Linked DNA regions of Sus scrofa: region 2 is linked to region 1. Evidence: chromatin contacts called from public Hi-C data. All regions are on one chromosome and are shown on one strand. Each heading gives the region's core, a stretch centred on a gene start, on an enhancer-like site or on the middle of the called end of the contact. The rest is flanking DNA. Distances are from core to core; before and after follow the strand shown.

Evidence for each region. A called contact is a pair of places that touch in the nucleus more often than the background predicts.
Region 2: a Hi-C map of liver shows a contact between it and region 1, with 6 times the contacts expected there. The contact joins the promoter of SSR2 here to the promoter of RHBG in region 1. A contact is called at or near these places in 1 of 5 promoter capture datasets (fetal liver) and 1 of 47 Hi-C or Micro-C datasets (liver).

Annotation. Positions count from the first base shown.
Region 1 is chr4:93,703,475-93,710,779 of Sscrofa11.1, reverse strand. It overlaps RHBG (Rh family, B glycoprotein), which reads left to right and starts at 2,964. Exons shown (of 10, transcript NM_213996.1): 1 at 2,964-3,217. The coding sequence starts at 3,031.
Region 2 is chr4:94,007,888-94,015,192 of Sscrofa11.1, reverse strand. It overlaps SSR2 (translocon-associated protein subunit beta), which reads right to left and starts at 4,469. Exons shown (of 6, transcript XM_001928470.5): 1 at 4,370-4,469; 2 at 3,512-3,666. The coding sequence starts at 3,666. It also overlaps the pseudogene LOC100519480.

The sequences.
Region 1 (7,305 bases), core at 1,715-4,214:
ACCCTCAGAAAGGGAGGACTTTCAGGGTCTGGCTCTCTGCTGGACCAGGGGGGATACCAGCAGGTACCCATTCATTGTTAAAATACCAAAATCCTCCTATAAAAGTTGGGAAATAGCAATTGCCCAAAGGTCTCCGCGTGTGCCCTTGAGAGGCTGGCCTAGCTATCTTGGCCCTTCCAGGCGGCTCCCTCCAGACCTCCCACAATCCAGCAAATCAAGGGTTAACACCTGCCAGGGTCAGGAGCACCCTGTATTATACGTGTGGACTAGACCCTCAGGTCATAGCTCCAGGGCTTTGCCCAGGGTTGATATTAAATGAATATTAGTTGAATGACTGGGTCGGCAACAGAGGAGATGGAAAATCAGAGATTCAGAGAAATTCAGAGAGATGGAGAATGACAACAGGTGAGACAGAGATGGAGGAGGCTGGCATCAGGGCGGAGGCTCCAAGAAGATGCTGGGAAGGCCAGCCCACTCCTCCTTGCTCTCTCAGGTTCTGCTGCTTTTGAAGATTCTTCCCCTTGGAAGGCCTGTCCTGTCCCTGCCCGGGCAACCCAGGGCAACCCCTGCTTCCAAACAGGGCTCGGGACACAGGGTGCATCTCTGGGGCAGAGGGCTGAACCTGGGAGCACACCCCAGATGCTGAATTATCGGAGAATCATTATCCAAAGGCTGCTGACCAGACATGTTCTCCTCCCCTGCCCCCCCTCCCACCCCCGTCACCACCTGCAGAGGAGCTAGAAAACTGACCAAGTAGTACTGACCATCATGCTGACCAAGTAGTGACAGAGAGCCCCGGGGCCAGGGGCCAGGGTCCACAGAAAGCCAGAGAGGCTGCTCAGCCTGCTAGAAGCAGTGCTGTCACAGGCTGGCTCCCACCTGCCCAGGCCTCCCTGGCTGGGCACCTAGAACCCAGCTGCCCCCCAGAGCCCATGCTGGGCCAGAGGCTCAGGCTCCTGAGGGGAGGGGGTGAACTGGAGAAAGGGCAGTAGGGGATGGAAGGAGGAGGGTCAGGGACTCCTGTCACCCCTGTCCCTGCCTGTTGCTGAGAAGGGGCAGGCCCTCTTCCTAGGAGGAGCCCCATCCTGCATCAGCTCTGGGAGGCGGCTGGTCCTGATGGGCTTAGGATATGTCCCTTGAGAATGGCAGCTCTTCCTTCAGGCCAGGGTCTCAGACATCTTTGCCAACACCCACAAGCCCCCTCAGACAGGGGAGGCTTGGCTGTGGGCAGTGTAGACAGAGGACCTCCCCGACCCCCAACCCCACTGGCCTTCGGGTTTTCTTCTTTCCCTTGTGGCTTCTGGGTGTCAGAAGGAATAATGCAAGGGTCCTCCATCTGTATAGAGGTCTCCAGTGACCCAGCACCCACCGGGTACTGGCCACACACCTCAGCCTGCTGATTACCCATCTCCAGCCTTAACTGCTAAAGCGCCCATCATACACATGGCTTCTGCCTATGTGTCCCCTCTTGAAACATTGCCTCTTCTTTCTTTTTTTTTTTTTTTTTTTTTTTTTTTTGGTCTTTCTAGGGCTGCACCCGTGGCATATAGAAGTTCCCAGGCTAGGGGTCTCACCGGAGCTGTAGCCGCCGGCCTGCACCAGAGCCATAGCAACACGGGATCCAAGACGCTTATGCGACCTACACCACAGCTCAGGGCAACGCTAGATCCTTAACCCACTGAGCAAGGCCAGGGATCAAACCTGCATCCTCATGGATTCAAGTCAGGGTTCGTTAATCACTGAGTCATGATGGGAACTCCTCGTCTTTCTTTACTTACTCAATTTCTAGGTTGTCCTTCCAGGCTGCCTGCAGACACCACCTCCCAGGAAGCAATTCTCCATCTCTGTCCCCTCCTGCATCCCCACTCCTGAGAGTTCTGCAGCTTCTCATCTGGGCCCCCAAGCCTCTGTGATTCCTGGGGTCACACATTTACTCCAATGGCACTTCAAATCCCTCCTAAGTATCTGGCTCGCTACTGAACAGTGGCTTCTGGAGGGAGGGGTCCTTTGGTTCATCTCTGAAGCCTGGTTCACAGTAAATGCTCAATTAATGGCTAACTCCTCCGTGTCTGTCTACCAGGGCCCCAGTGGATGCAAATCTTGCTTGTGTAACAAGGGGATCTTGACACCTTACTGAGAAGAGCCTTCTTACATTGGCTTCCCTTCTTTCCAGAGGTTGGGGCAGCCCAGACTCTTTTACTGGGTGTGCAGAGAACCCAGGTGTCAGTGGGCCCCAGCCCAGCCTGCTCCCAGGTCCAGCCTCCTGCCCCAGAACTGGGGTGGGGTGCTGACGCAGGTGAGGAGGCTGGGGAGTGGGGTAAGGAACTCACCTGCTGAGGCTTGGACCTCCCCAACCAGGTTAATCATCAGTGCCGAGAGCCGGCTCTTTATCTCCTTTCTCCATCTCTCTTTCAGTTGGGGAAAACGTTGAGTAACCCCTCAACTCTCTCTTGTATTATTAACCCTGGAGGGGCCCCGGGCCGGGGAGGTCTGGGCCTAAAAATAAGGCTTATTTTCACTTATTCTTTAGGAAACACTCTCTAAATTCACACCATATTTAAGGAAAGGATTGCCCTCCCTCTCCTCCCTCCTCTTTGTCCCCCACTCCTTCTCCGTGTTTCCCCCCTCCGCCGCCGCCCCCACCGGATCCCGCAGCTGTGCCCCAGCAGAGCAGAACACTGGGCGTCTTTCCAGGGTCACTTCCAAGGACCTGTTCCAAACGGAACAGCGCCAGAGTCAGCTGGGCTAAAGGAAAAGGATTTGGGGTCCGAATGCCCCATTCCTTCCCACTGCTTGCCTCACCTTAGGCCCGAGACCCTAGCCCTCACCGTCTCCCCTTCCTCGCCTCCGAGGGCTGGGGCGTGGATCTGCGGCGGGTAAGCCTCCGTGTGGGCGGGACCTGCGTCCGGTGGGCGGGGCCTGGTTCTGGTGAAACCTGCCCGGCCCGCCCCGAGAGTGTCTGCCAGCCCAGCGCGCCTGGAGCTGGAGCCGGAGCCCAAGCCGGAGCCGGAGACTTGCAGCCTCTGTCCCATGGCTGGGTCCTCCCGCCGCGCCGGGGGCCGGCGACTGCAGCTGCCCCTGCTATGCCTCCTCCTTCAGGGCGCCACCGCCATCCTCTTTGCTGTCTTCGTCCGCTACAACCATGAAACCGACGCTGCCCTCTGGCACTGGGGCAACCACAGTAACCCAGACAATGAATTTTACTTTCGCTACCCAAGTGAGTACAGGTGAAGGTGCGCGGGGAGCTAAGACCCTAAGCCCCTCTGGTGTCTTGGGAGGGGGCGCTTGGTTGCCCAGATCTACCCCTAGGTGGGCAACCCTCTCACTTTGAGATGAAGGTGCCCCAGATTTATAGTAACACACTTTCACTAGTGTGTGCCACGTTCCAGGTGGCATGTGAATTTTCTCCTTTCGTCTATGAAGTAGACAAAAATGGGGAAAATGAGGTTCAGAGAGGTTAAGTGACTGGTTTTTGCTGTCAGAATTGAGGGAGCTGGGATTTGAACTCAGATCTGAAGCCCCCAACTTAACCTACTCTCTTGTTGGCCTAGTTGGGCTTTGCTGGTCTGTTCCAGAGACTGCCTTTCCTGGGGACTCCTGACCACAGGAAATGATAAACAAACAAACAAAACAAAATAAAAAATCCTTCTGGGAAGGAGAGGTAGGGAGTGGGGTGCAGGAAGCAGTGATGCAGGTATTAATTGTGAAGGGAGCCAAAACTATTGGGCTCAGATGTTTCTTCCCCTGTTCCCTGAAGCTGGCTCTTCCAGAGTCAGAGAGAAAACCACATACCTACCTACCAACCAACAGTCCTCAGCCCTGAGAAGGAAGCATGGCAAGGTTATTAGCCCATTTCTCAGGGGAGAAAGCTGAGGCTCAAAGAGGTTGTGATTTGTTCATGATCACCTGCCATGTGAGTGACAGAGCTGGAACTAAGTATCCTGAGCTTCTTGTGCCACAGCTCATCTGCTTGCTGATGAGGCCCAGAAAGGAGAGGGCTAAGCTCCTGCCTTCTGTTGGGAATAGAACCTCTCCCTCAAGGTTGGGGGTCCAACCTTGTGACTCAGGCCCTAGGCAGCTGGGACCAAGGACACCAGATTTCCCAGACTTCATACATACTTGAGCAGGTCTCTAAGCCTCAGTTTTCCCCATCTGAGCATTGGGGAGAAAGATGCCTCAGTATGAAGGATATACATTCAAGCAAGGCCCAGAATGTAAGAGTCTCCTATATAAATCCCAGGCTGTTATGCAGAACTGGCAGCAGGCTGTCTCCACCTGACCCTTTCCCAGTCCTAATCCCAACAAAATGAAGCTCACAATGCTGATGATACAGAGGGTGGGGTGGAGGCTTGGATCTGGGTTTAAAGTGCCAGACCATCAGCCTTCCTAGGCAGAAGGGGGCTGCAGCTCCTCCCTCCCCATATTTCACCCCATTTCTAGCTACACGAGGTGAGCCACGGATACTGGCATTAAAGCCAGAGCCATAGAGCTGGGTGGCAGACCCTTGAGGTATGCATTTGTCCAGGGAGATGGGGAGTTGGGAGGGGACAGTCCATGAGCTGAGAGAAGTAGGCTCTTGTTCTAGGGTCTGAGCTGGCTGCCTGCTATGAACCTCCCCTTGCTTCTCCCACGGGCCTCACTCAATGCCCCTAAGGCTGCTGGCTTCAAAGTCCTCCCTGGGGAGTTCCCATTGTGGTTTAGCAGATTAAGAACCCAGCTGGTATCCATGAGGATGTGGGTTCCATCCCTGGCCTTGCTGAGTGGATTAAGGATCCGGCATTGCCACCAGCTGCTGTGGCTGCAGCATAGGCTGGCACCTGCATCTCCAATTCGACCCCTAGCCCTGAAAAGAAAAAATAAAGAAAAGAAAAAGTCCTGGAGTTCCCATCATGGCACAGCAGAAACTAATCCAACTAGGAACTATGAGGTTGCAGGTTCTATCCCTGGCCTCGCTCAGGGGATAAGGATCTGGCATTGCTGTGTCTGTAGTGTAGGCCAGCAGCTGTAGCTCCGATTTGAACCTCCATATACTGCAGGTATGGCCCTAAAAAGCAAAAAAAAAAAAAAAAAAAAAAAAAAAAAAGAGAGAGAGAGAAAAAGAAAAGAAAAAATCCTCCCTGAAACCCCCCTCCTCTCGCCCCTCTGCTGCCATGGTTGGCTCTCCTGCACACACAGCTTTCTGTCCCGGGACTACAGTTAGACAAATAGCAGTAGGAATCCTACCACTTTTTCTGCCCTAAGTTTCTACCCCTGTGGACTTGGGACCTTTGTATGGGGTAGGTTGGGAAGGAGGGAGGTGTGTGGTCCCTGGAGCCTGGGGCTTTGATGAGCCGAGGCTTCACCTGTCCCCGGGAGAAGTGGTCAGGGCCAGGGGGGGTGTAGCCGCTGCCCTTTGATTTCAGAGATGAAAGGGAGTTTTGCCGCTATTGTTGAGCTGTGGGACCAGCCAGTGCCAAAGGCATGGCTGCTCTGAGGCTCTGTCTGCTGTCTCTGTAGGAAAGGTCTTCAGAACTTACCTGGCCCACTCCGTTCAGATGCAGAGAGAGTCAGAAAGGTTATGTGACTGCCCAAGATCACATAGCAAGTTAGCCAACCTAGAAACAGACCTCTTGACTCCCCCATCTGTGGCTTTTTCCCACGTGTCTCAAACCTCTTATCCCACAAGGCAAATAACAGACAATAAGAAAGAGCAGGAAAGACTGGGGAAAAAGACTAGGGTAATAAGGACCCAGAAGCAATCATGAGGAAGAGTTCTAAGACAAAATAAGAACAGGGTTTTTTGGGGAGTTCCCATTGTGACTCAGCAATATTGAACCCGACTAGTATCCATTAGGATGCAGGTTCGATCCCTGGCCCCACTCAGTGGGTTAAGGATCTGGTGTTGCTGTGAGCTGCAGTGTAGGCTGGCAGCTGTAGCTCCAATTCAACTCCTGGCTGCATATGTGGCCCTAAAAAGAAAAAAAAAGACAGGTTCTTTGGGGGGTTTTTTTGGGCCACACCCACAGCAAGCAGAAATTCCCTAGGTCAGGGATCGAACTCACACCACAGCAGTAACCAGAGCCACAGCAGTGACAATGCCAGGTTCTTAACCTGCTGAGCCACCAGGGAACTCCTGGACAGGTTCTTTTTTATACCCTCTGAGACCTTATTTGCAGGGTGAGGGACTTAGGACAGATGGAATCGGGAACTTCTTTAGTTGGGTCAGAGGGAGGTGCCTGGGACCAGAGTGGTTCCTGGCTCTTCCAGGAGAATATAGCCCTATCTACCCTCTTAAAGGCAGGCATGGGTAGAGTGGTGTGTGTGTGTCGGGGGGCGGCCTCTCCAGCTCACCCCTCCATTTGTCCTGCTTCTCCTATTTTACACCCCCACTTTCCAGATGAGGAAACCGAGGCTTAGAGAGGTTAAGTAGCTTGTCCAAGGTCACTCAGAGAGAAGTGAGGAGTGGGTGTGCTGGAATTTAAATCCACCTTGGGAGTTCCCAGTGTGGCTCAGCGGAAATGTCTCTGATTAGCATCCATGAGGATGCAGGTTCAATCCCTGGCCTCACTCAGAGGGTTAAAGCATCTGGCATGGCTGTGAGTGGTGGTGTAGGTCACAGATGTGGCTCAGATCTGGTGTTGCTGTGGTTGTGGCATAGGCTGGTGGCTACAGTTCCTGATTCAACCCCCAGCCTGGGAACCTCCATATGCCACAGGTGTGGCCCTAAAAAGACAATCAATCAATCATCCAATCAATCCACCTGTTAGATGCTAAAGCCCCACATTTCACTATTCCTTTGTCCCACAGACTGACCTTGTTCAGGAGTCACGTGGTGGGGTCAGAGAGGGACAGGGAAGGAAGGAGAGAGGGTGATGGGTGACCCTAGAGGGCTTTTATCCGGGTTTGGTGGGGGTGGGGTGTGATGGGAAACCAGGTCTGTCCTGCTCCCACCCAAGAAGTTCCTGAAGGGCATGTGGGGGGATCATCGTGGCTATCCCCTTGCCTCAGCTAGAATGGCCCTCTCCCCACCGCAGCCCATGGAGAATGTCTGTGTGGAATGTTCCCCACAGTGGCACAAGTGAAGGAGATTTCTTGATGTTTAGGCTACAAGTGAACCATCAAGGGATTGAGTTTTGGTTCCAAACAAACCCAGGGTGGGAGATGTAAATATTATTGTTCCTTAGGACAAGTTCTAGAGTGGTTTAAGCATGACACAGACATGGAGCCCTGTGACCCCCCTCCCCAACCCCGGTGTTATCTTGCTGTCCTTGGGTAAAAGAAAACAGACATGGCATCCCCTTTACTGTTTGCATAGGAGAAAAGAAG
Region 2 (7,305 bases), core at 3,220-5,719, 300 kb before region 1:
TCAAGGATCCAACACTATCACTACAGTGGCCTGGGTTACTGCAGTGGCAAGGGTTTAATCCCTGGCCTGGGAACTTCCACGTGCTGCAGGCACAGCAAAAAAAAAAAAAAAAAGCAATTAGCAATCAGATCTGCCTGACTGTACTAAAAAAATTAGGACTACGGAGTTCCCGTCGTGGCGCAGTGGTTAACGAATCCGACCAGGAACCATGAGGCTGCGGGTTCGATCCCTGCCCTTGCTCAGTGGGTTAAGGATCCAGCGTTGCCGTGAGCTGTGGTGTAGGTTGCAGACGCGGCTCGGATCCCGCGTTGCTGTGGCTCTGGCATAGGCCGGGGGCTACAGCTCCGATTAGACCCCTAGCCTGGGAACCTCCATATGCCACGGGATCGGCCCAAGAAATAGCAAAAAGACAAAAAAAAAAAAAAAAAAATTAGGACTACAAAAGACAGACATGAGTCACATACTAACTTGGATTTGTTGCACTAAAGAATCCAGGTCAAGGCCTAGATTCTGAGTGCTAAAATATTCGAATACCTAGGAAAGGGAGTTCCTATTGTGGCATAGCACAAACGAATCTGACTAGTAACCATGAAGATGTGGGTTCAATCCCAAGCCTCGCTCAGTGAGTCAGGAATCCGGTGTTGCTGTGGCTGTGGGGTAGGCCAGCAGCTGCAGCTCTGATTCAACCTCTAGCCCAGGAACTTCCATATGCCATGGTGAGGCCCTAAAAAACAACAACAAAAAACCCAAAAAACAAAAAACTAGGAAAGACTGGACCCAAATCTATCTTGTTTTCTTTTTGTCTTTTTCTTTTTTGGTCGCCCTGAGGCATGTGGAGTTTTTGAGCCAGGGATCAGATACAAGCTTCAGTCTCAACCTAAGCCCACCAGATCCTTAACTCACTGTGCCTAGCCGGGGACCAAACATGCATCCCAGCACTCCCAAGATGCCACTGATCCCACTGCACCATGGCGGGAATTCCAGCCCCAATCTATTTTGTCTCCAATTTCTTCTCGTGTGTGTGTGTGTGTGTGTGTGTGTGTGTGTGTGTGTACGTGTACATAAGGAGGGGAAGAGGAGCAAGATTCATCTGGAAGAGAAAATTAAAGGCAATAAAATAAAAGAAAGGCAACAAGAATATTAATGAAAGAAAGGAAGCTGAGGTTTTACACCCAAGCAATATCTGCAATTGAGGTTTCCTCCCTGGGAGGCAGCCACCTGTCAGCATGGCTCAAGCATTTGTGAACGGCAAAATCCAGCCTGGGAAGGTGGAGGTGTCCCTCAAGCCCACCTGCCCCTACTGCAGAAGGACCCAGGAGCTCCTCAGCCTACTGCCCTTCAAACAAGGGCATTTGGAATTTGTCCATATCATAGCCACTGGTGACAGCAACAAGATTCAAGATTATCTGCAACAGCTCATGGGAGCCAGAATGGTACCTCTGGTCTTTATTAGTAAAGAATGTGTAGGTGGATGCACCAATCTAGTAAGCATGCATAAGAGAGGGGAGCACTTGACTTGCCTGAAGCAAACTGGAGCTCTGCAATAATTACAGAAGAGCAGACCCCAGGCTGGTAACCTCCTTGAGAGCTGGATGGCAATGCACAAAATGACAGCACTTCCTGGTGGACGGACCTGGGGCTACCTTACCCCAGCTGCAGCAACTGTTTGCTTAAAATTCTAAAACAGGAGTTCCCATCGTGACTCAGTGGTTAACGAACCTGACTAGCATCCATGTTAACTAACCTTGGCCTTTCTCAGTGGGTTAAGGATCCGGCGTTGTTGCCGTGAGCTGTGGTGTAGGTCACAGACACAGCTTGGATTTTGCATTGCTATGGCTATGGAGTAGGCCGGCAACGGTAGCTCCAATTCAACCTGTAGCCTGGGAACTTCCATATGCCGAGAGTGTAGTCCTAAAAAGCAAAAAAAATTCTGAAAACATGTTAACACAAATAACGGGGAGAGGGTGGATTTGGGGGAGCAAAACCATATTTTTCTTCTTCTGACTCTGTATTAAAAGTGGATCACCTTGCCCCAAAGAAATCTGAGAAGTTTGATGGATGTCTTGGGTTTCTCGTGGATTGGCCCTTTGGGTCCAAAAGACCATGACAAGTTACGGCTTAATCACTGATCTCAAAGACGTTCTTTACACATTCGTTTGGCACATGGTCTTCCTAACTGTTCTCGTGTGCTGAGACTCTTTTACCTCTACACCAGTATTTCCCAGCCAAGTTTACCACAGCCCCCCTCGGGTGAATCTATAGTTGGTTTTCTGCTACTGCTCAAAAATTTTGTCAAGGTTGACTTTATGGAATTGGTTTTACAAAATCAATAGGTAGTTTGAATGTTCCTTTTCACACTTCATGTGTCTCCCTGGCTACCATCCCCACCCCACCCTACTCTGAGAATCCCTGCTATGAACGAGTGTCCTGAACCACGACAACTCACAGATCTCATAGGAAATGTTTAACAATGGTGTGAAGGGTCTGAGCACCCAATGAGAGATGCCACATGAAAAGTGAAGCACACCTGGTCTTCACTTGGTGCCCCAGAAATCAGAGGTATGAGAGCAGACGTGGCGATCATACGGTAACCCTCTGCCATGTAAGACGGTCTCCCAGGGCATCCTGAACAAGTGTGTATTAATTGGTTTAGATTTAAATGTTACCACAGAAAACTTGTAACCCCCTCCCCCAAGAACATGACTGAAATTTTGGGAAAGACTGTTCTAAATGATTTTTCTCTTTTTTTCCCCTATTCTGTGAAAACTTAAGACTCCCATACTATGCAGTTTGTTCTAGAATTGCAGGATCAAGTTATTTTTCCTCTGCAGTCTCTATCTCTAGTCTGAATAATTAGTCTCTTTGCTAATAAAGAAGTATGCAGAGATCAAAAAAAAAAAGGAAGGAAGGGAGCTGAAAGAAACCTTTGAGGTAACAAAGGATCATGTGTTTTTTGCCTTTTTTTCTTTCTTTCTTTTTTTTTTTTTTTTTTTTTTTTTGCTTTTTTAGGGCTGCACCCACGGCATGTAGAAGTTCCCAGGCTAGGGGTCGAATTGGAACTACAGCTACCACCCACACCACAGCCACAGGAATGAGGGCTCTGAGCTGAGTCTGCAACCTAAACCTGAGCTCACAGCAACGCCAGATCCCTTAACCCACTGATCGAGGCCAGGGATTGAACTTGCATCCTCATGGATCCTAGTCAGATTCGTTTCTGCTGAGCCACATGGGGAACTCCTCTTTTCTGCCTTTTCATCCTTCTCTCCCTATTTCACACAATTCTTTCTTCTTCTCCACTATGAGACTCTAGCAACTCACAAAATTGGAGGATGGTTTCCTGTAGCTTAGGTAAGAATATCCTCCTCCAAAAGTCATCCAGCAGTGAATTCATTTACACACTATACCTGTTGCTGGAGTCCTCCCAAAGATAAATCATTACTGATCCCTGTTCCCAGTCAAGATACCTGAGAAGCTTAAAAGGGCCCAACCTATAGCTTCAGGGCCTCCTTACCTTGAGCCAACATTGTAGATGTTGTACTGTAAGGTCAAGTCTCGCCCCTCCACAGCATATCTGTTCAGCAGTGATTTGGAGGCCAAAAGCCTGGCTCCTTCTTCTGCTTGAGTGACAGCAAAGAGAGTCAACACCACGAATGCCAGCAGCCTCATCTTTGGAGGAAAAAGCAAGTGAGCAGTCAATCCAAGCATGTAAAACCACCAAAATCTTTCTGACAGTCCTTTCTTACAAAGTCCGTCAAAAGATCTTTTGAGCTCATCAAAGCAGCGGCCACTTTCACAGAGCAGAGTATACGCTACCAAAGCTGTCCCATTCGCAAGCTTCCCACCAAATCCACCCTGCAGCCCTCGAAAATCTGTAGACCTCCAGGGCATATCTGCTACCTATTACTGCGAGGGGTCCTGGGTGCTCCCCAATTACTGGGGTCTTCTGAGAGAGCTCCATGTGGCCAGAATAGAGGTTTCCTTGGCCTGCCGCATTTCGGCCCATCTCGGAACTGTAGCAGCCTCTAGCTTTCCTTCACACAGGAATCCCTCACGACTGTTGCCTTTCCCCGGCTGCTATTCCTCCACCAGCACCCCAGGTATCCCAATGCGCGCTAGCGGGGTCCTCCCTCACGCCCCTGTATCCTACTGTCCATTTTTCCCGCGGGACCGCATTCGTCCTCGTCTTCCACATCCCTTTCTGGGGCCCTCTGAGGGCTTAGTCTGTTCTGCCCCCCCTCCGTCTCTTGCCAAGATTACACGTCCTCCAGCCAGCGTGCTCTATTCCCTCCCCGCCCTGCCAAAGCTAACCCTCAGCCGCTGAGTGTTGTGTGGACACGAACTTTGGCACCCCCAGAATCAAAGGACTCACCGTGCGCACCCCACAAACCCTTCAGGGGGCCACGAAGGCCGGAAGAGAGCGTCAGCACCCGAAAGACCGGAAATGAGCTCTGGCCGGAAACGTTGGTACTCTGCTGGATGCCTTCTGGGAGTTGTAGTTCTCAGACAAGCCCCACCTTTCCTTTGTAGAGCGCGCCTGCCTCCGGGATGCTGCAGCCTCTGTGATCGATTTGTCTGTGCTCCTTCACGCTTTTCTTTCTTTTCTTTCACGCTTTTATTATTCTGCCGTCTAGAGTGGCTTTTCAAGCTGGCTTTCCAGTACCGTAGATGACCAGCACCTGATTAAGTGCTTTGTGGGACTGGCAAACGTAGAGATTAGGATCTTCTGTCTACAATGTCGAGTGTACTATCGAGCTAGGAATTAGAGAAAAACTGTTGCTCTCCGGGCTACCACCATTCTCTGTATTTCTAGGCGAAAAATTTACTCATCTTCTATATCCAGCTAGCTACCCTAGAAAGCCCTGAACTTTCCTTAGAAGCCCTTTGAGGTTCCAAAAAAGTAGATCCTTTCTTTAATTTTTTTTTTTTTTTTTTAGGGCCTCTCCTGAGGCATATGGATGTTCCCGGGCTAGCCGCCTCTGCTGTCTGCATCACAGCTCAGTGGAAGCTTAACCCACTGAGCCCACTGAGTGAGGCCAAGGATTGAACCCTAGTCCTCATGGACACTAGTCGAGTTCATTACCGCTGAGCCACAACGGGAACTCCGGCTTGGTTTTTGGTTTTTTTCTGATTGTTTCTGATCTGGAAAATCTACCTTCATGATTAGGTGCTATTTCTCTAGTGTACACTTATTCAGAGATCCTACAGTGATGCTGAACGCACAGGAGGTGCTCAAGAAACACCTGCTGATTGGATGAATTTTCATCATCTCTATTTACAGTCTCCTTATTGGAATCTATTCTGACTAGAGGAGAGATTTGAGAGTCAATTGCTAAGGAAAATATTTCCATTGAAAGACTTCCAAAAAAATACAACTTCTTCCTGCCATCTTCAAGGGAACCCCACCAAGAGATTGAAGTAGAACTTTTTTTTTTTTTTTTTTGTCTTTTTTTTGTTGTTGTTGTTGTTGTTGTTGTTGCTATTTCTTTGGGCCACTCCCGGGGCATATGGAGATTCCCACGCTAGGGGTTGAATCGGAGCTGTAGCCACCGGCCTACGCCAGAGCCACAGCAACGCAGGATCCGAGCCGCGTCTGCAACCTACACCACAGCTCACGGCAACGCCAGATCGTTAACCCACTGAGCAAGGGCAGGGACCGAACCCGCAACCTCATGGTTCCTAGTCGGATTCGTTAACCACTGCGCCACGACGGGAACTCCTGAAGTAGAACTTTGTTAGATGAACATGGAACTGCGTGCCAGGACCAGAGGCATGCAGAAATGGTAAGGCTACCTAGGGTGCACTCTGTGCCCCCAGGGCAGTGTCACTGGTTTCATGTCCTGTTTTGTGGTTTTTAAGGCAGAACCCAAGCTGCCCACTGACCTCTCTTTTGGGATCTGCAACAAGAGGGCCACCAAGAGAGTATGTGACCAGGCCGAGAAGGAAGTGGCAAGCTGCTTTCAGGCTGGTGGCTAGGCAGGTACCCAGAAATAGTCTTGCTGCAAAATTTAGGGGCTTCAGATGGGCATAAGTTAGCTGGAAGTGCACTCGGTAAATGGTAATGGAGTGAATATGAACCATGTCTGTTTTTGAGAAACATCCAGAATCAAAGCTGTTACAGTAACTTTGCAACAGTCATTTTTCCTTTTTCTTTTACATTCTTTTTTTTATTGTGGCAAATATACATAACACGAAATACACATAACATGAAATTTACCATTTTAAATGTAAATGTTCAGTGACATTAAGTGCATTCACATTATTGTGCAGCCATCACTACCACCCACCCCTTCCCAGAACTTTTTCATCTTCCTGAACTGAAACTCCATATACCTATTAGGCAATAACTCCCCTTTCTCCTGTCCCAAGCCGCTGGCAGTTATTCTATTTTCTGTCTCTATGAATTTGACTACTCTAGGTACTCCATAGAAGTGGAATTTAACAATTTTTTTTCTTTTTTTTTTTTTGCTTTTTAGGGCCACACCCACACCACATAGAGGTTCCCAGGCTAGGGGTCTAATTGGAGCTACAGCTGCTGGCCTGCACCACAGCCATGGAAATGCCAGATCTTTAGCCCACTGAGCAAGGCCAGGGATCGAATCCGCAACCTCATAGTTCCTAGTCAGATTCGTTTCCACTGTGCCACGATGGGAACTCCTACAAATATAATTTTTTTAATTTACACAAATAATACATACTTAGGAGTTCCCACTGTGATGCAGTGGGTTAATGATCCGGCTTGTCTCTGTGGCTTTGCTGGTTCAATCCCCAGCCCAGCTCAGCAGATTAAGGATCTAACATTGCCAAAGCTGTGGCATAGGCTGCAGATGAGGCTTAGATTCAATCCCTAGCCCAGGAACTTCCATATGCCTCAGGTGCTGTGCACCTGAAAAAAGGAAGAAAAGAAATGCTGATATTCTCTCTCTCTCTTTTTTTTGGGGGGGGGAGTCTTTTTGCCATTTCTTGGGCCGTTCCCACGGCATATGGAGGTTCCCAGGCTAGGGGTCGAACCGGAGCTGTAGCCGCCAGCCTGTGCCAGAGCCACAGCAAAGTGGGATCTGAGCCTCGCCTGCAACCTACACCACAGCTCACAGCAACGCCGGATCCTTAATCCACTGAGCAAGGCCAAGGTTCGAACCCTCAACCTCATGGTTCCTAGTCGGATTCGTTAACCACTGTGCCACGATGGGAACTCCTGATATTCTCATTTTTAAAAAAATCAAACAGTATTGGAATAGTGGTTACAAATGTTAGGATGCGAACTTATATGTCCAAAAAATGTTGACTTCCTTACTTTTCTACATTCAA